2 separate regions of the Mus musculus genome follow, and region 2 is linked to region 1. A link is a contact called in public HiChIP or PLAC-seq data. All regions are on one chromosome and are shown on one strand. Each heading gives the region's core, a stretch centred on a gene start, on an enhancer-like site or on the middle of the called end of the contact. The rest is flanking DNA. Distances are from core to core; before and after follow the strand shown.

What was found. HiChIP or PLAC-seq counts read pairs in DNA pulled down with a chosen protein or histone mark.
Region 2: a contact with region 1 is called in a FOXA1 HiChIP or PLAC-seq map of pancreatic cancer cells. The contact joins two enhancer-like sites. A contact is called at or near these places in 2 of 484 Hi-C or Micro-C datasets (cortical neurons and embryonic stem cells) and 2 of 115 datasets of contacts at active chromatin or transcription factors (differentiating embryonic stem cells and pancreatic cancer cells).

Annotation. Positions count from the first base shown.
Region 1 is chr17:31,309,101-31,314,132 of GRCm38.p6, forward strand. The region is part of intron 3 of Slc37a1 (solute carrier family 37 (glycerol-3-phosphate transporter), member 1); the gene reads left to right. Among named protein-coding and RNA genes, the nearest start is that of Slc37a1, 15 kb to the left of the region's middle. Within about 2 kb of position 3,706, at least 22 of the 459 cell types and tissues checked have an H3K27ac peak or open chromatin away from gene starts, as enhancers often do. A contact at or near this core is called in pancreatic cancer cells, where this site is marked.
Region 2 is chr17:32,002,083-32,007,027 of GRCm38.p6, forward strand. All of the region lies in intron 6 of Hsf2bp (heat shock transcription factor 2 binding protein), which reads right to left. Among named protein-coding and RNA genes, the nearest start is that of Hsf2bp, 30 kb to the right of the region's middle. Within about 2 kb of position 1,364, at least 21 of the 459 cell types and tissues checked have an H3K27ac peak or open chromatin away from gene starts, as enhancers often do. A contact at or near this core is called in pancreatic cancer cells, where this site is marked.

The DNA of each region.
Region 1 (5,032 bases), core at 2,456-4,955:
AACTCAGGACCTCTGGAAGAGCAGACAGTGCTCTTAACCGCTGAGCCATCTCTCCAGCCCTCTATTATTATTATTTTTTTTAAAGATTTAGGGTTTTTTATGGGTATGAGTGTTTTGCCTACATGTATGCATGTGCATTATATGCATGCCTGCCTTCAGGGTCAGAAGAGGGTGCCAGAGAGCCTGAATCTAGAATGATGAACAATTGTGAGCTGCCCAAAAGGATGCTGGGAACTGAGCCAGGGTCCTATGAAGAGCAGCCAGTGCTCAGGACTGCTGAGCCATCAGTCTAGTCCCTGGGCTCTGCTCTTAACAGGGCTGCCCAGGAGTCTCCAGGGCAACTAATTGCTTGCATATGGTCAGGCTCTCTAGTGAACCCGGGTATACAATAGCTTTATGCTGAATCCCAAAGGCTGCTTTGCCTCCTGATACAGACAAGGCTGTCTCCACCTATGATTTAGACATCACAGAGCCCTGGGAAGTATGCAGCCTCCGCTACTGCAGCTCCCGCTATAAATGACACAAATGATCCAGGAACGAGGATGATTCTATCAGGGACCCCATGAGTCACCATCTGCAGTCTGTATTTCCCAGAAGATTATAAACAAAACTGGAATACATTTGCTTACTAGACCCTGACTGAGAACGGGCCATGATTCGCCCAATGGCCATGACTCATTTGTCAACTGATGACATCAGGTCAGTCAGGGTGACACTTGCCTCAACCGTTGCTGATTGCTTTTATCTTTCTCTGATTTAAAAAAAAAATAGTGCCTTTAAAAACGTTCTGATGAACCTGGGGCTGAGAGGACAATGTTGTTCCCTCTCATGATCTCTGCCTGCAGCCAGACATCTTTATTTGAGGCAGATGTTTTCCCTGGCTGGTAGGCAGATGGGGTCTATATCCCAATGGAGGGGAATTTGGGGGGACCTTCCTCCAGGCTGGGCCAGAGCAGAATCTGTAAATAGATGGTTTCTCAGAAAGGTTACTGCATGGTCCCTGAAGAGCGAGGAAGGGTGGGAGAGAGAGAGAGGGAGAGGGATTGGAGGAGGCTGGCTTGAGGATAATTGTTGACAGCCCTCTTTGCACACAAAATTGAAAATGGAAAAACAAAACAAAACAAAAACAAAACAACAACAACAAAACCCACGCCAGGGCAAACAGAAAACAAAAATTAAAAAGGCCAGCGCTGTCAAGGAAAGCTGTTTTCTGAAAAGTTCCAGTGCTTCCTGTGGTCATGGGAAAACCTCAGCAGAGATTTCCGCATTAGACAAGATCTCTCTGCGTGGCCCTAGCTGGCCAGGCACTCACCAAGTACAGCACGCTGACTTCAGACTCAGAGATCTGCCTGCCTCTGCCTCCTGGGTGCTGGGATCAAAGGCATGCCTGTACCGTCACACCCAGCCAAGTTTTTAATCAAATAAAAGAATCCTAAAGTTTATATGAAAAGATACTCCTTAGGAATTAATCACCAAAAGGCAGGCATGATAAAGTGCTCCAGTAATACCAGCACTCTGGAGGCCTGGAAAATCTCTGAGAGTTCGAGGCCAGCCTGGTCTACCTACATAGGGAGTACCAGGGCCACCAGGGCTACATAGAGAGAGCCTATTTCAACAACAACCAAAAGAAAGATTTTTTTTTCGAGACAGGGTTTCTCTCTATAGCCCAGGCTATCCTGGAACTCACTCTGTAGACCAGGCTGACCTCGAACTCTGAAATCCACCTGCTTCTGCCTCCCAAGTGCTGGGATTAAAGGCGTGGGTCACCACCGCCCCGGTAAAGATAACTTTTAAATAAAACAAAGTAAAAATATATATAAAAAAAAAAAAGTAGTGCATCTTTAAGTACCATAATCAAAGTATTAGGCTGTTGCGCGAGAGCAGGCAAAATGCTTAAAACAGAGGAGGGTACAACTGTTTTTAATTCCGAGATTGCTGCCTGGGATGGGTAACCTTGTCGCTTGATGGCTTAGTGATGCCCAGGAGGTGAGAGAATCCTAGTAGATCTCGAAGGCGCTGACCTGTCAGTAGATTAAGCACCACTGGATTCAATTTGAACAGTTGGGACATTGTGGAAGATCCCTTTAGCCAGAGGAAATGGATCACTTGGGGGGTGGGTCTTAGAAGAGCATATCCTGCCGAGGCCCCGCCCACCACGATGCCCCGCCTTCCCACAGCTCAGAAACCTGAGGCCAAAGACAGCCCACTGTCCTAGCAAACCAAGAGCCAAACTACACCCAATTATAAGTTATTTTTCTCAGGCATTTGGTCAAAGCTATCAAAACAAGCATCCATAATTAACACAGAAGCATCTTCCGTTGTCGTTTTGACAGGGTTTTACTGGGAAACCCCGCTGGCCTTGAGAACTCTGTAGCATTCCTGTCTCAGACTTCTGAGTACAGCATGTCCCACCACACCCAGCTAGTATAAATGTCTTTATTGCAGCATCGTTTATACTGGCCCAGAGGGGAAACAAAGTGCATGGACATATTCAATAGGTGAAAATTTGAGAAAATTACGGCATTTTTGAGTAAAAATTTAGGTCACCAAAGATAGGATCCACTATCTTTTTTTTTAACTTTTTAAGTTACATTTATGTATGTATGTATGTATGTATGTATGTATGTATGTATGTGTGGGGAGGGTGCATTGGGAAGTCAAATGATGTTCTGTAGGAGTTGGGTCTTTCCTTGTACCTGCCCTGGGGATTGAACTCAGGTCCTCAGGCTTGGCAGCAAGCACCCGTGCCAGCTGAGCCATTTCACTAGCCCTGACACTCTTTTGACTGATTGGGTCTTCTGTGTGTGTGAGAAAGAGTATGTATGCACATGTGTATGCAGGCATGCTTATGTGTATGCAGGTATGCATATATGTACATGCATGTAGAAGCCAGACATCAACTTTAGGAATCATTCTTTGGCCAGATTCCATCTTGTTTGTTTGTATGGTTGTTTGTTTTGTTTTGTTTTGGAGTCACTGGCCTAGAGCCTGCCAAGTAGGCTAACCTGGCTAGCCAGCTATGCTTAGAGATCTGTCTGTCTCCACCTTCCCAGGGATAGGTGGAGGAAATGGATGCCCCCCCCCCCGCGCCCCACCCCACCCCAGCATGGGTTCCAGAGATCTGAGGTCTTCATGCTTGCAAGGCAAACACTTTTTAACTCCCTGATCAGTTTTCATTAACCAACTGCTATAGCAGGCTGATAGATTTTCGGTGTAGCTCCGCTGAAAGATAATCCTGTTAATTTTTTTGCGAAAGATACTGCTTTGACATCGTAAGCTGTGGTTCTCAATGGGACACGCCCCTCCCCCAAATGTTTCCTTGGCAATCAGTCTGTGGGAGCCTAGTGTGTCTCACTGCAGTCCAACGTGAGAGTTTGTTCTCCTGCAAATGTCAGGTTTTCAGAACAAACATCATTGAAATATTAAAACAGAGCAATGTTATTGAAAACTAATGTGCTTAGTTAGATATCCTCAGAGCTCTTTATGTCTTGGAGGCAGCCTCCTGGCAGAGCTACAGAAGAGGCAAAGATGACATTCTGACATGAAAGGCTGGGGAGGGGAGGGGAAAGGTGATGTCCATCGAGACCAGAGGTTAATTGTGGAAGCCTTGCCCAGGCAGAGTGGCGTCAACCTATAGGCGCTGGCCCGGTTGGAGGGTAAGGACCTGGGTGGTGCCCTCTGTGTGAACTCCATCCTTCAGCCACCCTATGACTTCATTCTTTGTCATGTTGGCTTCAGAGCTGATGGCCAGGGAGCGTGACTGAGGTCAGTCAGTTATAAGCAGACACGGTAGTCCACAGTCCCAGCCTACGCCTGTCTGTAACCAAGAGCCCGTGACCCTAACTAACCAAAGCACTCGATGCTGCTCACCATGGCAGGACCTGGAAACCTTTCCTGAGACGTATGGAAGATTGGGATCATCCCTAAGTTGTTCTAATTTTCATGGGTGATATACCCCGGACAGGTTAAGCCACAGGAGACGGTTCAGGGATTCTATTCCGAGCACAGCCTATAGAATCCATATCCCTCACTTCTGTGCAAGGCTGGCATTAGAAGCTTGCCTCGTCTGGCAGATGAGTCCCTCCTGGCCTGAGTCTGTTCTAGGTGAGCAGCAAAACAGAAGCCTCTTTGGGTGTGGTGGCCTTGAGGAAGAACAGTGTAGGGAAGGCAGGAACTCTCACCTACTAAGGTAGCCAGAAAGCTGAGGTCTCACAGGTAGAAATGGGATAGACACACACACACACAGAGCCACAATTTAGTGGCCCTGGCAGGGGTAGCGGCCTGAGTGGGGGAAGGGCCAAGTGACTGTGTTCTATTTAACATGACAAAGAAGCCAGAGCCCCTATAGCACATAGATACTGCCAGTGGAAGCTTGTGGGGAGGCAATCACTTCAGTGTATAAGGTGTTGAGTTTTGGGGCTGACGTTTAAGTCAGAACAGCTCAGGGATGTGCACAAAGCCAATGAAGTAGAGAAGCTCCATTCATACACTGGGGCTCAGTGACTTGTGTCCAGAAATCTAGCGTCCAGCCAGGATGACCAAGGCAGCCTTTCAGATGACAAGACTATTCTGTCATCTGAAAGATGACAGATGATAGCTATTCTGTCCTGGCAGAAGTAAACAAGCCTACTGCCTGCTTGGTGGCTCCCTGCCCCATGCTATAAAGCAGGATCCGCTTTCTCTCTCCCTCTCCCCCCTCCCCCTCCCCCTCCCTCCTCCCCCTCTCCCTTCCTCCCTCCCTCCCTCCATCCCTCTCTCTCTCTCTCTCTCTCTCTCTCTTTCTTTCTTCCTTTTTTTGTTTTTTTTTTTTGAGACAGGGTTTCTTTGTGTAGATCTGGCTGTCCAGGAACTCACTCTGTAGACCAGGCTGGCCTTGAACTCAGAAATCCACCTGCCTCTGCCTCCCAAGTGCTGGGATTAAAGGCGTGCGCCACCACTGCCTGACAGGATCAGCTTTCTGCACCCGCTCCAGGCCCATGACTCAGGATCCAGCTCCTGGACACTTGAAGAATTTCTTGTCTCCAGAGGAGCA
Region 2 (4,945 bases), core at 114-2,613, 690 kb after region 1:
AGTAGCCTTTGGATGAAGACATAGAACTCTCAGCTCTACCTGTGCCATGCTTGCCTGGATACTGCCATGCTCCCACCTTGATGATAATGGACGAACCTCTGAACCTGTAAGCCAGCCCCAATTAAATGTTGCTTTTTTTTATAAGACTTGCGTTGGTCATGGTGTCTGTTCACAGCAGTAAAACCCTAACTAAGACACTAAGACAGAAGTCATGGAAAAGGGTAGCTGATAGCTGAGTTTAACGTGCCCCACACCTGTAGGGAAGAGACCCCTGACAGGTGACATGGAATAGGACTCCTGGAAAGACCTGTTCCCAAGTGACCACTTGGTTCTCAGCTGAATGTTCTACCCCAGGTACGGACTGGGTTGCAATCCTGGCAAAGGGAACATCCTCTCCCTGAATGGCACCTAAGTGGCAGATACTGTGTTTCAATGAGATGGGTTTCAGAACAAACTGCATGTTGGTCAGATGAAAGTAGGAGGGAGGACAGGCTCTGCAGGGCCATTTCTAGTCACAAATGGTGAACTGCAGAAACACATCTCAGAGTTTCAGATCCACCTAGTCCTTCTCCATGAAGTTACTGTTTTCTTATCCTCCTCAGTGTTAGCACCTGGGTGGAAATCAGTGGAAGTACTGACCTGGTGGAGCCTCAGGGCCTTCACAGCCAAATTCCTGGAATCTACATGTCATGAAGAGACAGCCCACCTCTGTGATTGGATCATGTCTTTCTCGTTCTCTGGAAGACATATCTTTCAGCCATATGTGGATTGCTTTAAGACCCTTCTCGTGGAAGCTCTTATTGGCTAAAGACAACAAGTCTGGAATAGTCAGAGTGAGGGCTGCTATTTTTATTATCTGTTTGCTTTGAGACAGAATCTTGTATAGCCTATGCTGCCTTGAACTCTATATAACTGAGGGTGACCTTGAACTTCTGTTCTGATTCCCCACCTCTATATCCAGAGTGTGAAGTGCAGGCATGCGCCTCTATGCCTGATTTGTATGGTGACAGGGTAGGCCTCCTATGTGCTAAAAGCAGGTCTTCTACCAACTAGGCCAAAGCCTTAGTGTGTCCAATGAGTGTGTTGCTTCTCCCTCATGCTTTTCAACTGAGTATCACCTTTAAAAGGCTAAAAAATTTCACATGTCTAATATGAAGCAAGAGTTTTGGGTTGCCTGATTCCATCAAGGGTCAAATGGAAATACTAGTGTCACATGACAGCAGGGGAAGAAAAACTCAGGAAGTAACAAACACACTCTTGGGAAGTTCCTGAAACTCAGGAGAGCCTCTCCCCAAGGTTACATCAGCACTGGCAACTGCTGGAGGATCAGCCCGCTGCCTCCAGGTTGTCCAGGGAAGTGAAGACACACAGCTCCTGTGAGTCATCACCCATGCTGGCGTCAGAACTCAGGTATGCAGCTGCCTTTGACTCATCCATGTTTCAGTAAGCAACCCAAAACATTTAGGTTCACTAAGCTAATCAGCGCCCTGTCTGGGGGAGCAGACATTTGTTCACATCTCTCCAAAAAAAGTAACATAACAAAGCCCCTCACATTACATTTTGGCAAAGACTCTAGTTGTATTGTTCCAGTCCTGAGAGCTTGAGAGAGGCTGGATTCAAAATCAATGGAATTATTTGATGGAAGGAACCTGAAGGCATAGCACTCAGGCTGTAACAAGATTTCTGCCCACCATTATCTAGGACTATAGTTAAAGTGAGTGGCAAGTGGAATAGAAGGATGTGATCTGACTCAAACTCAAGGCAAAGAGACAGCTACCTGGGACAGTTGTAGACTTTTAAAATCTCAAAACCAACCCCTAGTGACACATTTCATCAGATGAGGCCACACCTCCTAATCCTTCCCAAACAGTTCCACTAACTAGGGTCACACATTCAAGCACAAGGGGCCATTCTCATTCAAACCACCATAACAACTGAACCATAAAGAAAGTTTTACAGTTAAAAACCAGCTGGGAGAAAGCTGGACCCATCTCTAGCCCTGAGGCACAACTCTGAAAGTGAGTATCCTTTGATGGTAAAGTGATAAGAGCAAAAGCCCCAGGAGAGAAGTGAATCACAGACATGCCAAAAATCTCAGCACAGCATAGCAAAGGCCCTATTTAAGTGGACTCAGACTACTGTCAACAGCAAAGGGACTTCAGTGGAGGAGATAGAAGCTGACTGTGTACAATCCTGGAAGGCTGCTGGGAAGGGAAGTCAATCTGATGGTTCTGCAGCAGGTCCACCATCACTACCACCAACATGTGCTTACTAAGACCCACAAGAATAGAGGCCAAAGAAGGGAAGCAAAGAAGCAGCCCTCACACAATGCTTGCTGGGAAGCTGAAGGAGAGATTAATTGGTCCATGAACACTTATAGAGACCACAGAAGAAAAGAAGGCAATGAATCAACACCCAGAGCCCACACAGACACCAGCACATCACTGTGGAAACAGCTTAGCAGGAAACAGAGAAGGATACAGACAGGTGATTCACAGAGAAGACTTAATGGGATGAGCATGCAAAAAACATGCCACCTCACTGGTATTCCAAGTCAGAGGAGGGACGCAGCTGGGTGAATGGCTGGCCAACTGACTGATGACACATATACTCTCCATAGGAATAAATAACAAAATGCTGACAGGGTGTAGGAGACAGTACAATAGCAGCATCTTACATCTGCATGGGTGCCACTTCTCAAAAATCCCACTTCTGGGGAAACTCCTACAGAAACTAACACACAGCTCCACAAGTAAATATTTACCAAATGTTCATTGTAGCAGTGTATATGTAGAGAAATTAAAAATATTCCAAATGTCCCCTCAAGCAGAGAAAGGTGATCTCAACATTAGGATTCTGCAATTTTTGAGACACGCCCCCCATCCCCCAAGAAACAGATAAGATCCACAGTCAAGTTTTAATGCTATTACAAAGAAAACTACATGTCACATTACAGCATGCATTGTTCATGCACATAGACATGTCAGCATAAAACACTAGTGCAGACTGCTATGTGGCTTACACAGGGTATCACCATGGATCCTCTCTCCACTGAACACAATGCATGGAGCAGCTACTGAGACCATGATTGGTGAGCAGCACATGAGCTGAGGAAATGGAAGCAGAGCATGAAGGACCAAACCACCAGCTCCCATTGGCCTGCACTCAGACTGCACAGAAGGCTCTCTCTGTCTGAGTAGAAGAAAGGGGGATTCTTCTGGTAGCCACAGTAATAGTAGGAGCCTCAGGCAATTCAGATGCTGCAGAAGGGGATGTTTCCCCACCTTGAAGGACCTTGGTAGCTGCAGGCAGTTAAGCAGCAGCCACAGTAATACTCTAGACCACACCAAGCCTCTGCATTCCAGCTGGGGAACACCAGAGCACTAAGAGCACTATGGAGAGTCAGCAGTTCAGGAAGGGACCTCAGAGAGATACTTCTAAATTCCCAGTCTCACCTCATCATACACAGCATAGTCTCTGGGCCGCTAACCAGCCCCTGTGTGGCACCAGAAGACACACAGGGCAGTTCCACTGGCCTGGGAAACAGCAGGTTGAAACATTACAGACATGGGGCTGATACTGAAACAACATGTGACTTGTGGCTCAAATCCAATGCACTGTTGAATCTTCCAAAGGCTTTAAACATGAGGCTTCTGACATATCTCAAATGCCCAGGATGCATCCAAAATTATTCAGCATACAAAGAGAAAAAGAAAATCTCACTTCATGGGAAAATATAAGAGACGCCAAGGCCAAGATGGCACAGAGGCTGGAAGTATCTGCCACAGAGATTTAAGGGGCTCCTGAACTAAGTAAGAGAAACCTGTAATACATAGGCATACAGTCGGAAAAACACACCACAGGAAGAACACTAATAACCCCCAAAGCGTTCTGCCATGGGTCTATATGTTAGCACAGGAATGTTTGCTGTGAAAAGCACTAGATTCCATTTCCAGCACTGTCCCCCCAAAAAGGAAAAAAGACTTCCCGTCCTATTCCCCAAGACTATATATACATCATACTCTGATAAAGTTAAATTACATGGCAAAGGAGGTTCTGCAGATGCAATCACAGTTACTAATCAGCAGGCACTGAGCTGATTAAACAGGTTTATCCAATATGTCTAATCTACACACATGAGCCCACAGAGAGCAGAGCTGTCTCTCTGGCTGGGAACAACAGAACAAGTGTGATACACACTGTGATGGATAATCATGATCAGCTCAACCGGATTTAGAATTAACATGGAAAGGCAACTCTGAGGGTGTTTCCAGAAGGTTTGGAAGGAAGACTCACTCTGAATATAAGCGGTACCACTCTATGGTCTGGGGTCCTGGACTGAATAAGGGGATAGAGTGGGCTGGTGAGATGGTATAACAGGTAAATAGTTCCCACCAAGACTGACTGGCCTAAGCTGGGCAATGCTGGCGCACGCCTTTAATCCCAGCACTTGGGAGGCAGAGGCAGGCAGATTTCTGAGTTCAAGGCCAGCCTGGTCTACAGAGTGAATTTCAGGACAGCCAGGGCTACACAGAGAAACCCTATCTCGAAAAACAAAACAAAATAAAATAAAAAAGACTGACTGGTCTGTGTTGAACTCTTGGAGCCCACATAGCAGAGAGAACTGATGTCCATTAGTCATCCTCTAAGCTCCATGTGCATGCTATACCGCGCACACAAATTCATGAGGAGCACACACGTGCACACACATAAAGAAGGAGTTAAAAATACTTTTCAAAAGGAGAAACCCAGCTGAGTGTCAGAATTTTCCCTGTTTCCTGAGCATGGAAGCCATGTGACCAGCTGCCTCACACTCCTGCCACAATGCCTTCCCTGGACGAGGGACTGACCGCACCCTTAAAGTGTGAGCATAAACAACGCCTTCCTTCTTTAAACTGCTTGTGTCACAGCAACCAGAAAAGAAACTAATACAGATGCCAATTCT